2 separate regions of the Zea mays genome follow, and region 1 is linked to region 2. The links are chromatin contacts, called in public Hi-C maps. All regions are on one chromosome and are shown on one strand. Each heading gives the region's core, a stretch centred on a gene start, on an enhancer-like site or on the middle of the called end of the contact. The rest is flanking DNA. Distances are from core to core; before and after follow the strand shown.

The links. Hi-C and Micro-C count contacts between places; a contact is called where the count stands out from the background.
Region 1: a contact with region 2 is called in a Hi-C map of tassel, with 4 times the contacts expected there. The contact joins the enhancer-like site here to the promoter of LOC103646909 in region 2. A contact is called at or near these places in 3 of 25 Hi-C or Micro-C datasets (bundle sheath, ear and tassel).

What each region holds. Positions count from the first base shown.
Region 1 is chr2:121,372,874-121,377,290 of Zm-B73-REFERENCE-NAM-5.0, forward strand. No RefSeq gene overlaps it. Among protein-coding and RNA genes, the nearest start is that of LOC109944271, 27 kb to the left of the region's middle. Within about 2 kb of position 2,963, at least 17 of the 20 cell types and tissues checked have an H3K27ac peak or open chromatin away from gene starts, as enhancers often do. A contact at or near this core is called in bundle sheath, ear and tassel, where this site is marked.
Region 2 is chr2:120,678,119-120,682,531 of Zm-B73-REFERENCE-NAM-5.0, forward strand. LOC103646909 reads left to right here and starts at 2,878. Exons shown (of 3, transcript NM_001368640.1): 1 at 2,878-3,115; 2 at 3,916-4,413. The coding sequence starts at 2,951.

The sequences.
Region 1 (4,417 bases), core at 1,713-4,212, 690 kb after region 2:
GACCAAGGGCACAACTTGCCTTAGACTTGAGATTCACAGGTACTTTACCAACTTGGTCTTCAAGTTTCTCGTGACCTCACTGCTACTCGTGTCAAAACATACAGACATTGCATAGGAGAAATTAACATCACACCAAACATAACATCAAACAACGTAAGAATACTCTACGCGATGCTACGAGACCACAAGTTAGAGAACCACTAAAATCAGAGTTATAGTCATAAAGGTATGATTTTCTGAAGTTTTAGGTGATTAAATAGTGAAAATATATATTCTATGTTGATTAATATAAATCAGGTGAGAAAATATTACAAAGAAATAGCCAAATCAATATTAGTCTAAGTTATAACTTGATTAGAGATAACATCTTAGTAAAATTATGATTATTGACATATTAACCTAGATTAGAAGAGTTAGTCTAATAAACATAAGTTAAGTAAATATCTAAGTAAGTACTTGATAGGCTATGAATAATGTTATTTTTACGTAGATAATATTATTATGAAGCTATCGCAACTTGAACGGGTCAAATTGGAGTTAAAATGATTTAATTATGGGTTTTCTAATTTTATTGCACTAATTTTCATTCTAAAAATCACTTCTGGATTCTATAAAAGAAAACATAATTTATTATGGACAGTGGTCGCTATTTCTATCAAGTGCAGGGGCTTGTTTAGAGAAAATAAGGACCAATCTGAGATTTCTTTTGACTAACCACAGACGGCGGGTTGATTGCATAGAAGCATAAGGGCTCTTTTGCAAAACGCGCCGGCTGAAGGGTTACGTTGTGATCTGGGCCATCAGATCAAAGATCTACGGCATAGATTTCAAATATGTGCGATCTGATCACCTCCATTGGACTCCGGATGGACGACCCAGATCACAATCCTGAAGTGGCAATGGGAGATCTAATCTCCAGCGTCCATTGTCACACCCGGGTTTCAAGGCTACCAAGACTCGGGCGCGAGATAATCACCAAGTGTGCTAGGACCAAGTCTTACACAAATGATGACTCATGGTACAGAAACAAATGTCACATCTTTACTATATAATAGGAGTTCTGTACAAAATAAATAAATAATTACATCATATGGAGACAACGATCCAGCAACCCAAAGTTGACTGGGAGACGACGGCCTAGACCTCTCACGAACTCATCACAACATCCTCCATGCGCCTCATCCTGCGGTACATGTTCTTGGCCTGTGGAGGGTGTGAGACAGCAAGGGTGAGCTCACATACGTTCATCGCTCAACAAGTTGTGGGGAATAATGTGCATGAACTCACCAAAGGTGGGAGCTCATGTGAAGTGTAAGGCTTACCCAAGAGGATGGTTAAAGATGAGCATTGCTTTTAAAGTTGGTCAAAATTTTATTAGCAGTTACTAAGTGTAAGTAGATACCAACCCAAATAAGTAATAAATCAAAATTGGTATCAACACCCGCGATGCAATGCATATGACAAATTAAGTTTAGTTCCATAAATTAATCATATGAGTGTCCAAGCTGCTCATGACCGTGAGCATGACTGATATACCAGTTTTACACTCTGCAGAGGTTGCACATCTTTACCCACAAGTCGTGTTACCCATCTTCTAAGGGGTCATGAATCCCATACACCTCTACCGAGGAGGTGAAGCAGGGTGACACTACGAGGCCTTTACAAAGATCCACTGGCTTCAGAAAACCCGCTGCAGTTTCTAGGAAGCTCCAATGCAGGGATCCCTCGCTTGACCGCCATCGCAGCAAAACCAACCCAAGGACCTCCCTACACTGACCACTCCCCTACTGCCCTTGCCCCTTTCGGGTAAGGTAGTCCTCCACTAGCATTCCTAATTAGTCAGCCAAGGGCGTCCCATACCACCCTTGTGGTAGCACTGTTTTCCCGGGTGGTTCTCCATGTTCCAATTAACAATATGATCTTATTAGGAACAATAATTAAACAACAACATAATTGGAACATGATCATAGTGAAAGTTTCCCAAAACCAAGTAGAGCAATAGCAAAACTACCCAATAATTCATGTGCTTGCAAGGTGAGGAATAAACAATGCTAGGGAATCCTATTAGGTCCCATCAAATTAACCTGTGCAGATCATAATGATTAATATAAACATTATTGGGTAAAAAGGAGTGATCAAGGGCACAACTTGCCTGAGACTCGAGATTCCAAGTACTAGGATGATCTTCAGATTCTCATGACCTAACTCTATTCGTAGAAATACAAAGAAGCATAGTATAGGCAAAATTAACATCACACCAAACATGAGAGCAAACTGCATAATAATATTCTACGCATTGTAGTGAAAACCTAGTTTCGAGAACCACTGAATTCAGAATTACTTTTAAAAAGTTATGATTTTATGAAGATATATGTGATTTAAATATTAAAATATATTATAAATTGATAGGTATACACCATATGAGAGAATATTCTATAAATAATTAACTCAACTTTAATCTAGATTATAACTTGATTAAAACTCATATTTTAGTTAAATTACTATCATGAATCCGTTTAACTTTGGTTAAAAGGTTTAATCTACTGCTCATAGGCTAAACAAATATCTATTTATAAAAGTATGTTTTATGGTACAAATAATGTAGACAATTTTATTAAGAAGCTAACGCAACTTGAACGGATCAAATCGGAGTTAACATGGATTAAATATGAATTAAACAAGATTCTAGAATTATTTCTATATAGAAAATCATTATTAAATTATTTCGTATGAATAAACCAAGACCAATGGACTGCGGCCACAATTTTATATAGGTTTAGGGTCTATTTCGGAAGAATTCGGACTTAAGTGCAATGGTTTTACCACGGTTATGGATGGCGGATTTATTTTATAAACCCACAGGGACTCTTTTGAAAAGTTGTTGCCGCGAAGGGGTATCTTCACATGACAGTCGTCCGATCCAAAACTAGTGGCCCGGATTAGATTGAGTCTCGCCCGAATCGGTATACGATCTGGGTCACCCATTAGGCAATCCACGGTTTAGATTTCCCCGCCCGAAGGGTTATGAGCGACGCGATCACGACGGCTGAATACCGATCGAAGGCCAAGATACAAGGCCGCAAGGGATAAGCTTAAAGGTCTAGCCTCATCCACCGATGCGAAATCCAACAGCCATCGATTCTTCTTCAACCTCTTGTCCGTCGAACACGCTAGCGAGGGAGACCCCCCCAAGTACGTAGCCGCCATTACCAGAGCACAAGCTCGGTACTTCAGGTGCTCCCACAGCCAAACCAAATACAACTAGCTACGTGAAGGAAACAGGGAAGCAATCAAGAGTTCTTACCTAAGTTTCAGAGCTCGCACAATCACAAGATACTCGGCCGCAGAGAGGATCCTGCATCCGAACTGGTCCTTTGTGACCCCCATTGTGCTGGTGGCCCCCATCCCCATCGTACTTCTCCGTGTCGGCCACCCCGACCACGAGGCGTTCTAGCATCGCGTCGCAGAACCGGCGCAGCGATGCAGCATCCTCTTCTCTCTCCCCTCTCCATTTTCTTTGCTCGGCACCACGCTCCCTGCATAACGCCTGATGGTTCGGTGCATAGATCACGACGAGGGCGAGGCGGGGCACCATTTTACACCCAACCATGGATGGAGTCCAAGCGCGGATTGTGGGATTGGCCCCAAAGTCCCAGCGGCGAACTCGCTACATCTATTACGAAGTAGAGGGGAGTCTTGACAAATGGGTTCCACACGTAGGCGACCCAGATAGGTGCGTGCGCCTAGAGGAGAAGGTGACGGCAGGGACCCCCTGGTAAGCACGCGGGAGGTGGTTCATGGGCCGCAAGAAGGAAAGTGCGGATGGGCTGAATGCAATGTTGTCGGCCCAGCCAGGTTCCCCCCTTTTTCTTTTCTATTTCTGATTTCTTATTTCAAATTCAAGCTTAAATTCATAGTTCAAATTCCAATCTGTGTCACAAATTCAGTTATAAATGCAACAACACATGAAACCCAACATGATGAAAATATAGTTATATAATTATTTAATCTATCAATTTATTTAGGTTGTGTTGCATATACGAAGTACCCACACATCATTTACAAAAAGAAATGTTGTTATGACCGCGTGATATCCTTGAAAGCTAATTCAATTATGGCTATCCATTGCGTATTTTATTTGAGAAAGTTACGTGAAATATCTATCAAGATATATTTTAACCTATTATTTTTAAGTGGTTTTCATTTATATAATTCATGAGGAGAATAATCCTTACTTAATAAATCAATTGAAAAATATTTAATTATTTAATTATTTATTTATTATTTTTCCCTGATACAAATTTTTGGGCTTTACATCTGTCTAGGATCCGACCGCCAAGGACTCGCCTCCTACCCCCCGACGGCCAGCCACGGCGGACGGCCACCGCCCGCGGCGGAAGACACATCGGCCATCGCC
Region 2 (4,413 bases), core at 1,628-4,127:
CTATGGACTATGGCATCTGTGGTTTCATGCCATATTTAAAGGGGGCATTGTCCTTTACAGTGTATAGTTGCTTCTACTATTCAGTGGCACAACTAAAGGGCTATGTACATGTATTTAAAAATGGTAAGGTTAATAGCAAAAGATGAGACACTGCTGATAAGTGCTAAAATTTGTGGTTTGTCTATCATTCCTAGTGGTCCTTCTGGATTGTAAAATCTTTGATGCGTATTGGTTCCTGTTTGATCATGTAAAATGAATGGTAAAACAGGTAAAATTGATAAAATTGTACCATCCACCGAAACAATTGATATAATTGCGTCATTCATTTTATCATTTAGTGTGGTTGATACAACTTTGTTGGTGTGATTCATGTTTTATCTATCAGACGATTCCTATGATTCATTTTACCATTAAATCTGTGTCAACTTTATCGGTGAATAGAACATGTGTAGGTATGTATATATTCATTGAAAGTGTTTTTTGTACTAGTTGTTATTACTGGTATGTACCTATATATATATATATGTCTGTGTGCGTGTATGTATTTGTAGTAAGCAAATATCTGTATTGATTGGTAGGGAGTTAATTGTATAGAAGCTCACCTTTTTGGAGGAGATTGAATTGGAGGGTCAACCTTATTTTCTTTATCTCTGAGAATAGAAATTATAAGGCAGTTTGTTTGGTGTTTTGATGCATAGTATCTTAACAGGTACAATAAGTCTGAACCATAGAGTAGTTGTAAACGACAACACATGTTAGTTTTGTAAGAAATATGACGAATATTATAGATGGACATTGTTTTATTATAAGTGTACATGTGTATGTAAATCTTGGATAGAGTTGGGTTGAAATATATTAGAAATGGCCCCATTGAACTGAAATGTTCATGTGACATGGTGAAATTGTTCCTAAATATGGCTGAAGATGTGTGCAACATGATCCTTCTCATTAACTTAAAATAGTCTAGCGTGAGGAATACAACACAGAAACATTTTTGTTGATTAGAGCGCCAGCAATGCAGCAGATAAACTTTTGTTTTGATTTCAATTGAGATATCTACCATAGATTAGCAGCTCTTTACTGAAAATCATATGAAGCAAATAGTTATTGGCTAGAAATTTGGCAACACTGCATCATTTATGGGCGCCAAATTATAGATCTACCTTATTGCAAACATTTTTTTATCTCTCATTTTTCTAGAGTTATATGGGCCATAAGCTAACATAAACAACTACTTTTCTAACAAGAAGAAAAAAAGAAATGTTGACATCCAATGTCTTACCTTGGTGTCCTAAAACAGAGGCCAATGTTTATCTACAATCTTATTCTTTCGTTTGTTCCCCTTGGTGGTCTTGTTCGATCTGTTTTTATATGAACACATACAAGCATTATATCTTTAAAAAGTTATGAAACAAAGGCATGTCAGAATAATTAGTCCTGGAATATTACAATGAGTTATGCTGCTTCAACAAACCTTATTTTGTCTGCAAAAGAAACAGAGAGAAGAATTTTAGAACTGAAACAACATGTAGGGTAGAATATTTAGGGCTGGAATACTACAACGAATTATGCTGCTCCAACACACCTTATTACGCCGGCAAAAGGAGCAGAGAGAAGTATTTTAGAAGTGAAACAACGTCTAAGACATTTTTTATTGTAGCATATTATTACATTCGTTTGAGACACTCTTCGTTATAGCTTATTAATACACTCAGGAATTTTTATTTGTTCTCACTTTCAGAAGTATTTGAGTAGTTGAAGAACCTATATGAAATTGGCTACTCACATGAATACTTGATTGGAGATGCAAAGAGAGCAGTAATTACACACGCTATCAAATAACCTTTTGCAAAGTGTGTGGTTAGAATCCTCACCATTTTTCCCTTCTGTTTTCCTAATAAGCAAAGGGAGAAAAGAGAGATCGAACCCTATTCCAACACATCCATCAGCGGTTACGTGATGTAACCTTGAAGCCGTGGATCACATTACTGAGGACAGTGCATTGGGCTGCCTCGGTTCCGTGGTACATGCCCCCACTCCGGCCATGGCAGGGCCGATCTACTACTACTACTTGGCGTGGCGGCGCGATGGCCCTGGTAATCCCGACTGCTGCTGAGGAGAATGGCAGTCTTAGTGCTCCGTTAGGTGGGGAGAACATCGTCGCGGTGGCTAGGACCAAACAAACGAGAGCGAGCAAGCCAGGGAGACGATGGGTTGGGCAACCATGGACGCGGCCCTTCGGGTATGCTCTGGAGAAGGTTCCAGACCATGTTGTGGCGAGAGCTACTGATTCGCCGCTATCAAACGCTTGTATCCGTCATCCGTCGGATTGGGATCAGATGCCTGAGAAAATATAGAACGATGTGGATAGACTATCAGGGCACGTTTTGTACCGTCTTTCATATATAGTAAATAAATTGGGGTGGGCCACAACAAGGCCTTCCAGCACACGCTAGCGGACTCTCGGATGAGAGGGGGCTGTTCGCCGATTGGGTAGGGGGCAAATTTGCGGCGCGCGTTGGCCAGCGCGTTGGCCAGCCCACTGCGGGATCTGGGCATCCGGCGACGGCGGCCCGAGCGACGCCTCTACTGAAGGGAAGCCAGGGAGGGAGGAGCGACACAGCGTCTGGCAAAAGGGCAATCCGGCGGTTGGCTGGCTCGCCGGCGCGGCTTCCCCTCCGTAGATCCTAAACCCTAAACGCCATCGCCAAAGCCTTCGTCAGCCAGTCCTCCAAGGCACAGGAAAGTTGAGGGAAGCACGGGTGGTATTTGGAGTTTTGTGCAGATAAGACCACCACGCATCCAATCCATCCCTGTCTTCTCTTCCCACTTCCCAGTCCCCAATCGCGTTCTCTTCCTTGGCGACATGGCGGCCGCCACCGGCTACAGCGACGCCCCAACCGACGAGCAACTGCTGGCGTACGCTGAGCTGCCCAAACATGGCCGCGACATGGCGGAGGTGTTCGCCGTGCGCATCCCCGCCACCGTCGGAGGAAACCTGCCGCCCCGTGGCAGCATCGTTTTCTACGGCGGCCACTGCTGCAGCGATTTCATTTACAGCTGGAGTCCACTGGAAGAGGAAGAAGACACCTCGAAGCAAATCTGCGACAGCCAGGTGCAGTTCCCTTTAATCTCTCCTTCTTAGTACCATCTTAATAGCTCTACTGTAAGCACTACTATGTCGCAAGCACCAACAATAGCATAGGTTTCGATTTTTTAATGATTTCAGCAAACGGTCAATCAATGAATAGAAATAAAAACCATGAAACTTCTGTTTTTAAAAGAACAGAGTACTCTGTTTCTTAAGTAGGTGGAATAGCAGAGGAAACAACGAGGTAGCATAGTGCTTAGGGAGTAGGGACTATGGTATGGGTAACGGGGTAGGTATTCGATTTCTGTTTGTTGCTTTTATTTTTATTTTTTGGCTATAATTTATCGGAAAATCAAGTGGTTCCTGTCAATAATCGAGCTATTGTAGTTATCGGCACCATGGTGATTGCCGATGATACCTGAAACGGCGGTACAACCCACAAAAATCAGTTGCATGAAGATCTACTAGAAGAAATTTAGATTTTTGTCTCTAATAAATCATTCTTTGTACTCTAGTTCCTTTTTTTTCTAGCTTCAATCTTGGGTTCCATTAATCATCCTTATAACTTCTTTAAGAAAGATCTATGCTATGGTTGGAAATGTTTTGTTTACAATAGCTAGAACTGATTTACATCATTACATGGCCTTGCCCCCTTTCATCCATCACCTTGAGTCTGAAAAGAAGGTTCTCGCTTTCTTCATTGTTAGGTCTGTTTAATTAAATCGTACGAGACGTTGTGTTAAATGTATCACAACATCCGTCGTCTATGAGCAGGCAGGACAGCAAGTGATCCACTTTCTTCATGCATTCTTGTACCGAAACAGGGTAACCTCGTGCTAACTGGGCCATCATTGGCCACCTCGGCATACAGTCCAATTGCTTTCTTCCTCTACCTCCATGATGGCAGCCCGCAAGCCGGAGAAGCCACCGAGGACGACGAGGACATCGGGAGGATACTCTGCGACTGCATCGGCGACGACTTCTCCAACTACAACAGGGCCATAGTCGAGACTGTCCAAACGGGCTATGGCCCCGCTGAAGTGATCTATGCCGTCCTGAGCAACGGCGTCCAAGGCCGGGTCGCCGTCAAACTTGCTCGCCCGCCGGTGTCCAAAGCTGGAGAAGAAGACGCCACCACCATTCTTGGGAGGATCGTTGCTCGCAGCAAGCTGTTCGACGTCGGCTGCGTGCTCTTCTACAAAGAGGGTGACAATGGAGTGAACGTGCGACCGGGGGGGCTGATTCAGTTGGCGAGGGAAGCGCTCGCCGTGCCGCTGCACATGCCGCTGACGATTGAGCTTGACCTGCATCGCTGTTCCGGC